Linked DNA regions of Mus musculus: all the other regions are linked to region 2. Evidence: chromatin contacts called from public Hi-C and HiChIP or PLAC-seq data. All regions are on one chromosome and are shown on one strand. Each heading gives the region's core, a stretch centred on a gene start, on an enhancer-like site or on the middle of the called end of the contact. The rest is flanking DNA. Distances are from core to core; before and after follow the strand shown. Region 1 overlaps Scfd2 (Sec1 family domain containing 2). Region 2 has its middle 50 kb from the start of Gm34960. Region 3 overlaps Scfd2 (Sec1 family domain containing 2).

Evidence for each region. Hi-C and Micro-C count contacts between places; a contact is called where the count stands out from the background. HiChIP or PLAC-seq counts read pairs in DNA pulled down with a chosen protein or histone mark.
Region 1: a contact with region 2 is called in a Hi-C map of uterus, with 4 times the contacts expected there. The contact joins two enhancer-like sites. A contact is called at or near these places in 4 of 484 Hi-C or Micro-C datasets (cortical neurons, palatal mesenchyme and uterus) and 2 of 115 datasets of contacts at active chromatin or transcription factors (embryonic basal ganglia and forebrain).
Region 3: a contact with region 2 is called in an H3K4me3 HiChIP or PLAC-seq map of forebrain, with 6 times the contacts expected there. The contact joins two enhancer-like sites. A contact is called at or near these places in 1 of 484 Hi-C or Micro-C datasets (bone marrow-derived macrophages) and 6 of 115 datasets of contacts at active chromatin or transcription factors (embryonic basal ganglia, embryonic stem cells and forebrain).

Annotation. Positions count from the first base shown.
Region 1 is chr5:74,309,940-74,313,654 of GRCm38.p6, forward strand. The region is part of intron 5 of Scfd2 (Sec1 family domain containing 2); the gene reads right to left. Among named protein-coding and RNA genes, the nearest start is that of Gm32064, 4.8 kb to the right of the region's middle. Within about 2 kb of position 1,707, at least 31 of the 459 cell types and tissues checked have an H3K27ac peak or open chromatin away from gene starts, as enhancers often do. A contact at or near this core is called in uterus, where this site is marked.
Region 2 is chr5:73,852,560-73,856,351 of GRCm38.p6, forward strand. No RefSeq gene overlaps it. Among named protein-coding and RNA genes, the nearest start is that of Gm34960, 50 kb to the left of the region's middle. Within about 2 kb of position 1,647, at least 57 of the 459 cell types and tissues checked have an H3K27ac peak or open chromatin away from gene starts, as enhancers often do. A contact at or near this core is called in forebrain and uterus, where this site is marked.
Region 3 is chr5:74,248,869-74,252,438 of GRCm38.p6, forward strand. All of the region lies in intron 5 of Scfd2 (Sec1 family domain containing 2), which reads right to left. Among named protein-coding and RNA genes, the nearest start is that of Rasl11b, 55 kb to the left of the region's middle. Within about 2 kb of position 2,298, at least 25 of the 459 cell types and tissues checked have an H3K27ac peak or open chromatin away from gene starts, as enhancers often do. A contact at or near this core is called in forebrain, where this site is marked.

The sequences.
Region 1 (3,715 bases), core at 457-2,956, 460 kb after region 2:
AAACAGTACACGCTTTATATATGTAGAGGAAGAACACTTCTCCTGTGTATAGAGGAGAGGGGGACACACTGTGTCATATAGTGGTGTGGTGGGCACTGGAATGAAGATGCACAGGCTGCTGCATTGACTTTCTGCAGGATGAAAGGAGGTTAGACCTGACACCAGAGGCTGTGATGTTCCAGGCATGAGAAACGCCTTGCATGAAGATCCGATACACAGAGTTCAGCAAAGATGCTGAAGGCTGGGATCAGAGGAATTACAGGCAGAAACTGTTCTTATCCACCACACCTACAATCCACACGTTCCTTCCTTGCCTTGCCCATGTGAACATTCTATGTGTGGAATGCAGTGTTATTTGTGTGGCTATTCTCTCCTCCAAGACACTACTCCCAGACTGACTCCACAGAGGTGGCTCGCTGCCTTGATAAGGCCACAGAGTCCATCCATACAGCATCAGTGTGCAGCTCCCTTGCAGACACACCCCTACACTGCCTTAGCCTGCTGGGTACGCATGATTCCATGACAGCTCAGAGTGCACTGCATCAGGGTGCCTGGGGCTCCTCACAAGACTTAGGGAAGAAAAACACTTATCTACTTCCATACCCTACACAATGCCAAGTACACAATGGGAAATCAATAAATATTTGTTGAACACACATATGAGGTCAGTGGGATACAGCTCAATTCTCAAACATAGCCAGATATATCTTTTTTAAAAATTCTACATAGCACACCCTGATACAATTGGTTAGGGTACAATCAGACATAGCATGGATCTCTAGTCTGTGAAAGCCACTGTAATTCGGCATTGCCTGCTGTTAGGAGATAGGGGACTAGGTTTACTCTAAGCTAGTTTCCACTAGAAAATGTTACTGGTGAAGTAGTTTTAGCAGATGTTTTGAATACAAACTGACACTGCAAGGTAATGATTTAGCAGATAACTAAAAGTTAGAAAGTCAGAAGGGAGAAGTGGGGGACGCCTTTCAACTGCCCAGCTTTGTTATGGGGTGGGGAGCTGTTATTTTCTGCCTAGGTTTTTCATCAAGCGGAGATCACTATATTTAAGGGAATTTAACAAGAGTAAATACAGAGAAGTACAGTAATGAAAACTAAGAATATGCCTGTGTTGTTAGGACAGTCCATAATTATGAATTTTATGTCTTCATGCATCACGATTGGTTCTTAGACACTTCCCATGCACCCAGACTTTGGGCTTCGTGTCTGGGATTCAGAGGTGGGGAAGACAACAGCTCTCCTTAGAAGGAACTGACAGTAAAGAATGCAAGCATCCTAATGACAAAAACCCCATCTATAATCTTATGCCCATGCATGGAAGAAGCAACAGGGGAACTGGGAGCAGGCTTGCCAGGAACAGCCCAGTCTGTCAAGCGCATGCTGTCAATCAGGCAGACCAGAGAAGGCTGAGGTTGGTCAGTATGTGGCTCTTCCCATCGTCCTTACAACACCAGCTCAGTGGGATCCTCTGCCATGGCCATGCTCTAGCAGAGCGGCCCAGCTCGTGTGCTCCCATAGCTTCTTCAGATCATATCTTCAAGCTGTGCCTGCATTAAAACTTGTCTCTAAGAACTTGCTAAACTTGGGAAAGGGAGGGGGCTTCATTTTCCTTCTGCAGTAACCTACATTGGCCACCAAGAGGCGCTATGGATCAACAAATGAGTGTACGCTGCTCTGTGGGACTCTGAAGTACAAACCCAGATTAACCAGCATCAGAAGGCCAGCAACTCTTGTTGGAAGACAGATGTTTGTCCAGCAGAGTACAGATGCTTTTGACCAAAGTTCCAAAATAAATCTTTCTTGTAAAGTTTAGTTAGAAGGCAGAGACTGTTTCTTACAGAGGTTTCCAAAGCTAAAAATAACTTCTTTCTCAGTGGGTCAACTTGGGTAGGGAAATAAAAAGGCAAACAAAACATTAAATAACAACAACAACAACAACAACAACAGACAAGCTCAACTCTCACAAGTTAAAATGAAGCTCTGGGGGCGATGAGAACATCTCTTTGAAAGGACACATGCTGGAAGCGGCTCTGATCATGTCACCCTTGGCCTCAGTTTTGAGTGACCCCATTCGAACAGGAACTGTCCTTACTCTCCAGGCAGAACTGGCCAACGCTTCATGTTTGTAACATTGCAGTCAGTTGCCATGGGAAGTAATCTACTGCTGCAGGCATCTTTTGGGTTAGCACTCCTGGATCATACAGAGGCAAAAGCAGCCAAGCAAACGGTAAATCTTGTCTGCGCTAGTGTGTTCTTCTTAGGGCTTAGTGAGAGTCAGAAAAACTGGGCAAAACTGTTACAATAGGAATTTTTAAAACTCTGCTAAATACTTGTGCAGAACTTTGGGAATGAACTTTCCATTGACTGAGACCACTCTTGAGCTCACTAGTCATGGGCAGGTTTCTCATTTTCTTTGTACTAGACAAATTGAAGGCTGGTACTATAAGTGGCTCTATTAGGATAAAAGTGAAAGACTTAGCTCCCCAGAGTTTTAAATATTTCGTTTGAAATTAGCTGTGTAAGTATTTTTCAAAAGCCTCCTAGAGAACCTGAAAACACAAATATTTCCTAAGGCTTCTTAAGTATTTAACGACATTAAAAAAATGCTCAAAATATTACCCAGCCTTTTCCCCCCACCCACATCCTCTCCCCTGGAAGAGAGAAGAAGCAGAAGTCCTTGCCATACTAATCATATTTGGGTGGTTACCACTGGCTAATTATAATACAATGGGCTATTTTCAGATTCCTAAAAATAAGGGAAACTTCATCAAATGCTGGGAAGGGCTGTGCAAGGGCGCCACACGGTCCACATGACACCCACAAGGGACAAATGTGAGAAACATTTCAATCACATGAAAAGCAAGGGCACCACGCGGACCACTTGACACTTTGAAGAAACCAACTCGGGAACATTTCAATCACACGGAAGCAGAGAGGATGAAGGAAACAAGTTTACTAGAAGCGTGCCGTGGGAGCGATGCAACTCGCCCAAACTTCCAATGATGCTGGTGGACCTCTTCTGTGTGCATCTTGAAGGAGACTGAATGCCATGCAGGCTTGTGCATGGACAAACACAATAAACAGACAGTCAGACAAACAAACAAAACTTTTAAACAAGTGCTTAGTATGTAGCCCAGGCTGGCCCTGAATTTTACATCCTCCGGCATCTATTTCCCAAGCTCTGGGATTGCAAGCATGCACTACTGTGTCTGGTCCCTAAATAACACCATTTAAAAAAGTGTTTGATAAAACCTTGTTGTATCTTTTAAATTGAAGCCATTTGGATTTCATCAAAGTATGATTCTTAAAAATATCCAATGGTAGGAACAATAAGTTATTTTAAAATCAATTCTGGGGTTAAGAATAAGGATCTGTTTGTAAAACAAAGGGGATGTGCTGAGGAATGAGGAGACAGCAGGGACTGAGTGAGTGGAGAGGCGACGGCACCTCTTGGTGGGAATCAGACTCTTACACGTAAACTGAAGGTGCAGTCAGATGGTTTCTCTGTCAGCTCAGGATGCTTGTTACAACTCCACTCTTAGAGCTCTACTGTACTGACACTGAAGAACCTCACCGGTACCTGCTGGTCAGGTAGAAAAGGCTGGAGAGGCAGCTGCCTAGTCCCTGCAGCAATTTCCACGGTAAGCTTCATCCACTAGTCCCTTATTCATGTCACCACGGTGTTCCTAACCACAGAGTC
Region 2 (3,792 bases), core at 397-2,896:
TGCCTTCCATAAAGGTCCCATTAAGAGACCAACAGGCATAGAAATCCTAATGGTGTGTGCACCATATCTTGTGTAGTAAATGCCTAAAGAAATAGAGGAGGTTGTAGGAGCTTAGGAAGAAGAAAGCAAAACACAGGTTCAGAAGTAATGGCTCACGATAATCATCCTTAGCACCAATAAACTAAGACCCTACAACTTGGAGGCCCAGGAAGATAGCTTTACCTCTTACTTCAGTTTTACTTCAGCCCAGTGGGAGGCATCCCTGAGCTGGGTCCTGCGGGTGTCACCACAATTTAGGGAAGAGGGAAAGGGATTCCAGTCAGGGAACAGGTGTGGATGCTGGGACACCTGACACATGACCCTTAGGAATGCCAAAAGGCCTTGGTGTGGCTGAAATGCACACCATCCCTTATTGGCTTATTTTAGGGGTTTGGGCTTTGCCAGGACAACTGAGGAGGAGTCATTGGAGGGCTTCCAAATAGGCAACAGTCATGATCAGATTCGAGTTTTAGAAAGATGGTCTGGCTGCTGCCTGGGAAATGAACATCAGTGGTTGAAATGAATATCAGTGGTTGCTGATCGGAGACAGGAAGACCTTACCTTGAACACGTCTGGATTTGTGCCGATCCAGAGTGAGTACATGGTAAACTGGGCAGCAAGTGTCTGCTCTCCTGAGACTCTCATTCTGGTGGGTGAAGGAATTAAGTGGCCAGGTACTCAGAGGTTGTGACGACCTTCATTCAGGTGAGGACTCGAGTTTTAGTCCCTGTGCCTCTTGAAGTGTGCATGTGAAGAGCTCCTGACCTATGTGTGATCCTCATGATGCTGTTCTGTCCCCCTGCCCACCAGAGTTTGACTGTCGTTCAGTTGGCCTCTAGTCCACTGTATGTATACGGTGCAGCAAAGCCAAACTGCAGTGTGATTCTACCTGCTTACTCTCTTCTTTCTCCAATGGGACGTTTTGTGGCACCTTTCCCTGGAGAGCTGGAGAAATGGCATGGGTTAGTCGGGACTTTATTAACAAATAGGCTTTGTGTTACAATGGGTTTTGCCAAATTATGTGAATTATGTGAGTGTTCAGGACATATTCAAGGTGAACCGGGAGGAACTCGTTGGAGGGTTTTGCCTGTGCAGTCAATACTTTCTTGGCATCTGGTTCCACCTTCTGATGGGTTTAATGGGAACATAACGTCATAGTAAATCTCTCCCATAACTCCAAAGTGCATGTCTGGACTCTTGTGTGTGTTTAGATGGACTAACTGGCTCAATAGAAATGGATATTAAGTAACACGATTTTGTTTCCTTATTTAAAAAAAAAAAAAAACTAATGGAATGAGAGTGCTTCATAAGAAAATCCTATAGCTTTTGCTGCCAGACACTTTGTTTCTCCCTCACAGAGCCACTGCTCGGGAGCTATCCTTTCATTTCCATGTTGAGAGGAAAAATGGAGAAGCCAGGGAACCAGCGCCGTTTGGAAAATGCTCGCCACAACATCAGGACCCAAGTTCCATCCAGCGGCGTATACATACATATGGGTGTGGTGACACCGTCTTTCCATGGTACCAGGGAAGCAAAGACAGGCAGGTTCCTGGAGCTCGCTGCCAGTCTGCTTAGCCTACCCTGTCTTGAACAGCAGGGGGCAGCAAGAGACAAAGAATACAACGCTGAACTGGGCTTCCCCAGCCCCCATCCTTGTTTGGCTTAGAAGAGTATGAAGTGGGGAGAGGCCGGTGGAGGAGTAGGAACCGAATCCAAGCCACAGAATCTCAATTCACAAAGATAAGTGGATGCAGGCCTTGCTGGAGCAAGATTTACTGAAGACAATAGCCAGACTTGAGTTTCACTGAAGAAGCCGCCCTGTGGAATCCTTAACGAAAACCTGGCTCTCTTCGGTGGCATCCACCGCATTGAGAAATAGCTCCGTAAATGAGACAACCGAATGTAGTTCTCTTTGAATAAAATTCGGTGACCTGAAGTTATTCTGCTATGAGTGGGAAGCATGAGTCTCAGAAGCTAGAGGTACCCGGGCATCTGGGGTGCCTGGCATCCAGCACTGTACCTCTCTGGACTCAGCTGATCAGACCAGGCCATATGTAAAATACTGGGTCCGGAGGGGAGTGGTCGTAGACAGAGTCTCACATGTCTCTAGAATCCTTGTGATGCGTGAAAATCTGAGCCTTAATGCAGGATTTTCCGAGCTAAAGAAAACTTAATCAGGAAACGGATGGGTTTGTTGCCAAATGTTTCTATGGCGTCCTGGAGTTAAATGGTGAAATTAGAAGTCCTGGCATAGCTTTGAGGATCCTGTGATGGCCTGAGCATTTCGGCTAGGCGTGAGTGTGGAAGCAGCTAGGGGATGGCGCCAGTCCCGTTCCGATTTTGAATAGTTGTCGCACTATGGAATAAAGCCACAGTGTGTTTGTTGCACTCAGATTTCCACTAGGATTTCTTCCTTCAGTCTCCCCAAGCTTTGGCTTTCTCATCGGTAAAATAATGTATTTAATAGGGATCTGGGGTGGATGGGAAATGATACACCTGGGGACGCTGAGATGCAACTGTGGTCCAGATGGAGCTGGAAGCTCCTCTCTCCGGCTCCCGGGAAGTCCCACGGGGTTTACTCAGACCTCCCGGAGTTTTCCAGGCGTCCCGCCAACTCTTGAAACACAATAGATAAATTTTTTACTTATAAGTTGCTATAAGTCTTCTCTCAAGTGAGATGTACTTAAAAGTGCAGTGTGCTCGACTTTGAAACTGTCTTAGCAATCATGGACAGCGCTAGGTCTTTCACAGGTGGTTGTAGCATGGCTGGAGAGAAACAGGCTTTAGAGCCGGCCAGTGACTCCTCAGCCTACAATGACAGGGCCAGTCCCGACTGTATCGAGGCTTTCTTTTAGAAATCTGGTACCAACTTCACAAATCCTAGTGGGAGAGGCAGGGTCAGGGACATCAAGAAAGTTGCAGTACAGGCTTGTTGTAGAATATTTGCATATTTACTGTTTCCAGTGCACCTCACTTTGAATCGGATACAGATTTGCTCAGGATATAAAGTCAGCTTCCACACCAGATCGGTCGGGTTAGATAACTGCAAATGTCACTCTGTTTTTTTTTTTTTCTTGGCGTGCAAATGGTTATTAGTGTGAGGTCTGTATTATGACTCTGAAAAAGCTTCTGAACGGAGTTTTGGTATTTTGGTTTTACATTGGTAACAATCTTTTTTGGCTTAATCAAAGCTTTTGGGTGAGGGGTGGCATTCATTACATCACTCTGAAACTCTGGCTGGCGTGCAACTCACTGTGTAGACCTGGCTAGTCTTGAACTTGTGGAAATCTGTCTGCTTCTGCCTTGTAAGTGCCGGGATTAAACTCTGACCTCACCAGGCTCAAGGTCATTTTTCTTTGCATTCAGATGTTTAATAAATTTTATCCTCTTTTGGGGAGGCCATCATAGCTCAGGTAATTGTTAACCTCTATAGCTACATGGACAAAACCCAAGCAGACACAAACCAGTGTCCTAAAGAAGGGCCCTCCTATTTCCTGACGAGTCCACAAAGCTATAAAAACACTCCACTGCAGCAGCAAACACCTGTTGACCTGGGACTCTCAATAAAGTGTGTTTGGTCGGTGTTTAGCCATGGAATTTGCACTTTCTGATTGGCATCAGACTGTATTCACTTACAGCTCCTCATCCAGTCAGCAGACACCCAGGCACCATGTTGAGATGGCTTCATAACTGTGGCGATCCTCATAGGCTCACATATTTGATTGCTTGGTCCTTAGGGAGTGGTGTTACTTG
Region 3 (3,570 bases), core at 1,048-3,547, 400 kb after region 2:
GAACTCTTCTACCACCTCCCAAAGAAAATTCCAACCTTGGTGAAACAGCCAGTAAATACTGCAGAGACAACAGCTGGGCCTTCTACTCTTTGCATTTCTTCTTCAGAATTCAAGGTCTTCAACCTGTCCTAAGTTAATCATAGAGTCCGACTAAGATAAAGGCCTCTTTTTCCTTTCCTTTTTCTTCTTCTTTTTCTTTTCTTTTTCTCTTTAATTGGATATTTTCTTTATTTACATTTCAAATGTTTTCCCCTTTCCAGGTCTCCCCTTCGGTACCCCCTATCCCATCCCTTCCCCTGCCTCTATAAGGGTGCTCCCCCACCCACCTGCCCACGACTAAGGCCTGTTTTAATAACTGATGCCTTGACTGTCCTACCATAGTTCTGTGCTGTACACATGTAGGTGTTCAGTGTGTAGTTGTGTGAACTATAAAATTACCTATCTAGGCTTGTTTTGTCTGGAATTATGGGAGACTTCTACTTTAAGACTCTGCCCATAGTCACCAGTTATGACAGCCAACCATCAGAGTTGAGTTTTTATAAGGATGTAACTTAAGCATTTATTAAAAAACAACCTCCCTCAAGCCCTGATCTTCCAATTTTGAACAGCGCCATGTCAACCTTACTCCTTTAAAACCCATTTGAGAGTCTCTCTCACTAGCACGGCTTTCTCCCGCCACGCCCCAAACTCCTCCCATGTCTGCCCAAGGTTGTGCTCTGTTGGTCTGGTGGGGAAGGAGGATGGTCTTGGACAAGGAGCTTCTTCCTGGGGACTCAGCTGACCCTCTCCAGAGGAACACTCCTGGATGCCACAAACCACTTCCTCAGCCCCACCCTCTCCTCCTGACTGAAGTCACAAGGAAAAGTCCATCTTTCTCTTCCGTGTAGACTCAGGGTTTCTGTAGCTGAAGTGAGGTCAGTAGCAGAGAATGTTTCTGAGGGAAAAATTACCTGACAGGAGACGCTGTCCCATCTCTGAATATCTGGGTGAGCCACCAGTCTGACTGGTCACCCTGGGAAGTCAACTAACTGGGCCTCAGTGGCAAGACCTGCTTCTCTCTGCCTGTCCAGTATTCTGCTAGCCAGAGCCCTGCCCACCTGCCCAAAGCTCCCTCTGCCAACTTTGGAGAATGCCACTGTGTGACACCAGTGTCAGGCTGGCTCTTAGCCTCAGCCACCTTCTGAGCATGCACAGGCAATGCTTCCATACCACCGTGGGTCCCTGTTCACTTTCTTTCCTGCAGGCTGGTGGATCCCTTCCCTCAAAGCTCGACACATTTGTTAGCTGTAAGTTGATCCCTTCTTTTCAGCACACATTTATGGAGTACAAAGTGTTCCAGGCGCTGGAGGCATAGCTCCTGCTTTCGGTGGACTGGACTATCAGGGAGGAAAACCATCAAGCAAAGAAGTGAGTCACAATATGTCACAGGAGGTTTGCACCTAGGGGAGGTAGAGGTAGAAGGGTGAAGGTGAGGAGGCTTCAAAGGGTCTCTTGGAGGAAGAAGCGTGTCGGAAAGATCTTTGTTCAAGTGAGTAGGCCTGTGCTGCAGACAGCCACGAGGAAAGCATCTAGACAGACAAGCAGCAGCAAGTGCAGAGGTAAGACGATCCCTGGGGCTTCCAGGAGAGCAATGGCTGAGAGGGACAGAGGCAGCCAGGGCTTTGCCACCTGGGGCCTGGTACAGAAAGTCCCTAGAGGACGGAGAAAAGACAGAGCAGAGCTCTGAGTGGGAAGGGAACTGCATAGCCCAAGGCTGCCTATGCAGGAAAGGTGGTGGCCCTGGAACGTATGGGGCTGAAAGCAGCCCGTTACCCAAACAGGCTGCCTCCAGCTCTGGGTTTCACATACTGTTAGCATCTGTTAGCGTCCTCTGGTCCCTTCCTGACAGTAGGAACACAGCGAGATACAGGCAGGCAAAAGCCACATGAAATAAAACCCTGATCATGCCATACCACAGAAAGAAGCTGGCCCATTACCATGGCTGCATTGCCACCAGCTCTTGAACTATCAAGAGCCTTGATTTTTGCCATGCCAGAGTCACCAACCAAAGGGAGAGTGGAAGCCAGGTTCCAGAAAGCACCAGCGAGAGAAGAAGCCATGAAAACCTTCCACCACTGACAGAACTGGCTGTCCCCTCCGACCCTGAGGATTCAGGATTGATCAACTTTCTGGGAAGGAAGAGTTCTTATTACTTCAGGAGAAGAAGCAGGATTTTAAACTTCCCATCCCATGTAAATATTTACCCAGCCCTTGCCCTGGGGCAGGGCTCTGAGAGAAACAAACCAAACCAAACCAGCCAAATGCTGCTGCCTGCTTGGACTCCCACTGTAGCCCCAGGGCCTGAGCAGGCTGCACTGAGTGTTCAGTGGACAGAAGGCTCTGCTCTAATTTCCCCAAAACATCCATTTACCCCTCAGAACTGGGGTGGGCAGTAGAGTTGCCAATCCTCTCCACACAAATGAGACTCAGAGAAGCTCTGCCACTCTCCCATTATTTAAGGTAGACTGCTAGACCCAGAGCCCAAACTGTCAAATGGTTGTGTTTCATCTGCAGTCAGCAAACCTAGGAAGATTTTTTGGTAACAAGCACAGCATAAACATGGTAAAATGGCTCCAGTGTACACAGTAGCAGGAGGAAGATCCATCTAAGCTGTGCTGAGCCTAAATGATGGGTGTTTGGAAACTTACACATTTTTTATTGCCTGCAGGCCCACAGTGATAGGGGGCTAATCTGTGAGACACTAACCAGTACAGGCCTCTGTTGCCTGCTGCCAGGCACAGCTAAGACTGGATTGCAGCAGGAGCAGGTGGCTTATCCTCAGGACTTAGCATGCTTACAGTACAGGAAGGACTATGGAGATACTGCCTGAATCTCCTCTTAACTATTTCTATGTCCAAGTGACAGTGACTTTAAGTAGTGACATTGCACTTTAAGAAACAGGATCCCCCTCTGCATCTTCCGCACTGCTGGGCAGTCACTGGTGGTTGACACCATCCCCAGTCTCTTCTTCTGGCACAAGCCAGATTTTGTTCTTCCCAGAGAGGGACCCACAACAGAGAAGATGCTAACTATCACTGTGAACGGCAATCACCTGACGGTTCTGTATCCATGCATTCAACCGGCTGTGGATAAAAGATATTCTGGAAAATAATCCATCCACACTGAACATGTATAATGCTCAGGCTTTTCTTACTCCCTAAATGTTGAGTGTAACAGCTTTCTGCATAGCATTTACATTAGCCTGGGTCTAAAAAGTAATCTAGAGATGACTTAAAATACACAGGCAGCTAGCCATATGTAGGTTGTATGCAAATAGTACATCATTTTTATATAGGATAATTAATTGGGAATTTGAGAGTTTGTGTCTAGAAATTTCTGTGAATATAAACAGATGACTGTCCTGAGTTTCTAGGGCTGTTTGTTATTTCCTTTACCTAACTGATATGAATACTGGCCCTCCAACTTCTAGGTTAAAAAAAATAAATAAAGAATCTATACAGTCAACTAGAGAGAAAAAGACAGCAGATACTACTGGCCATTACCACACCTTAGGTATAACCTTACTCATAC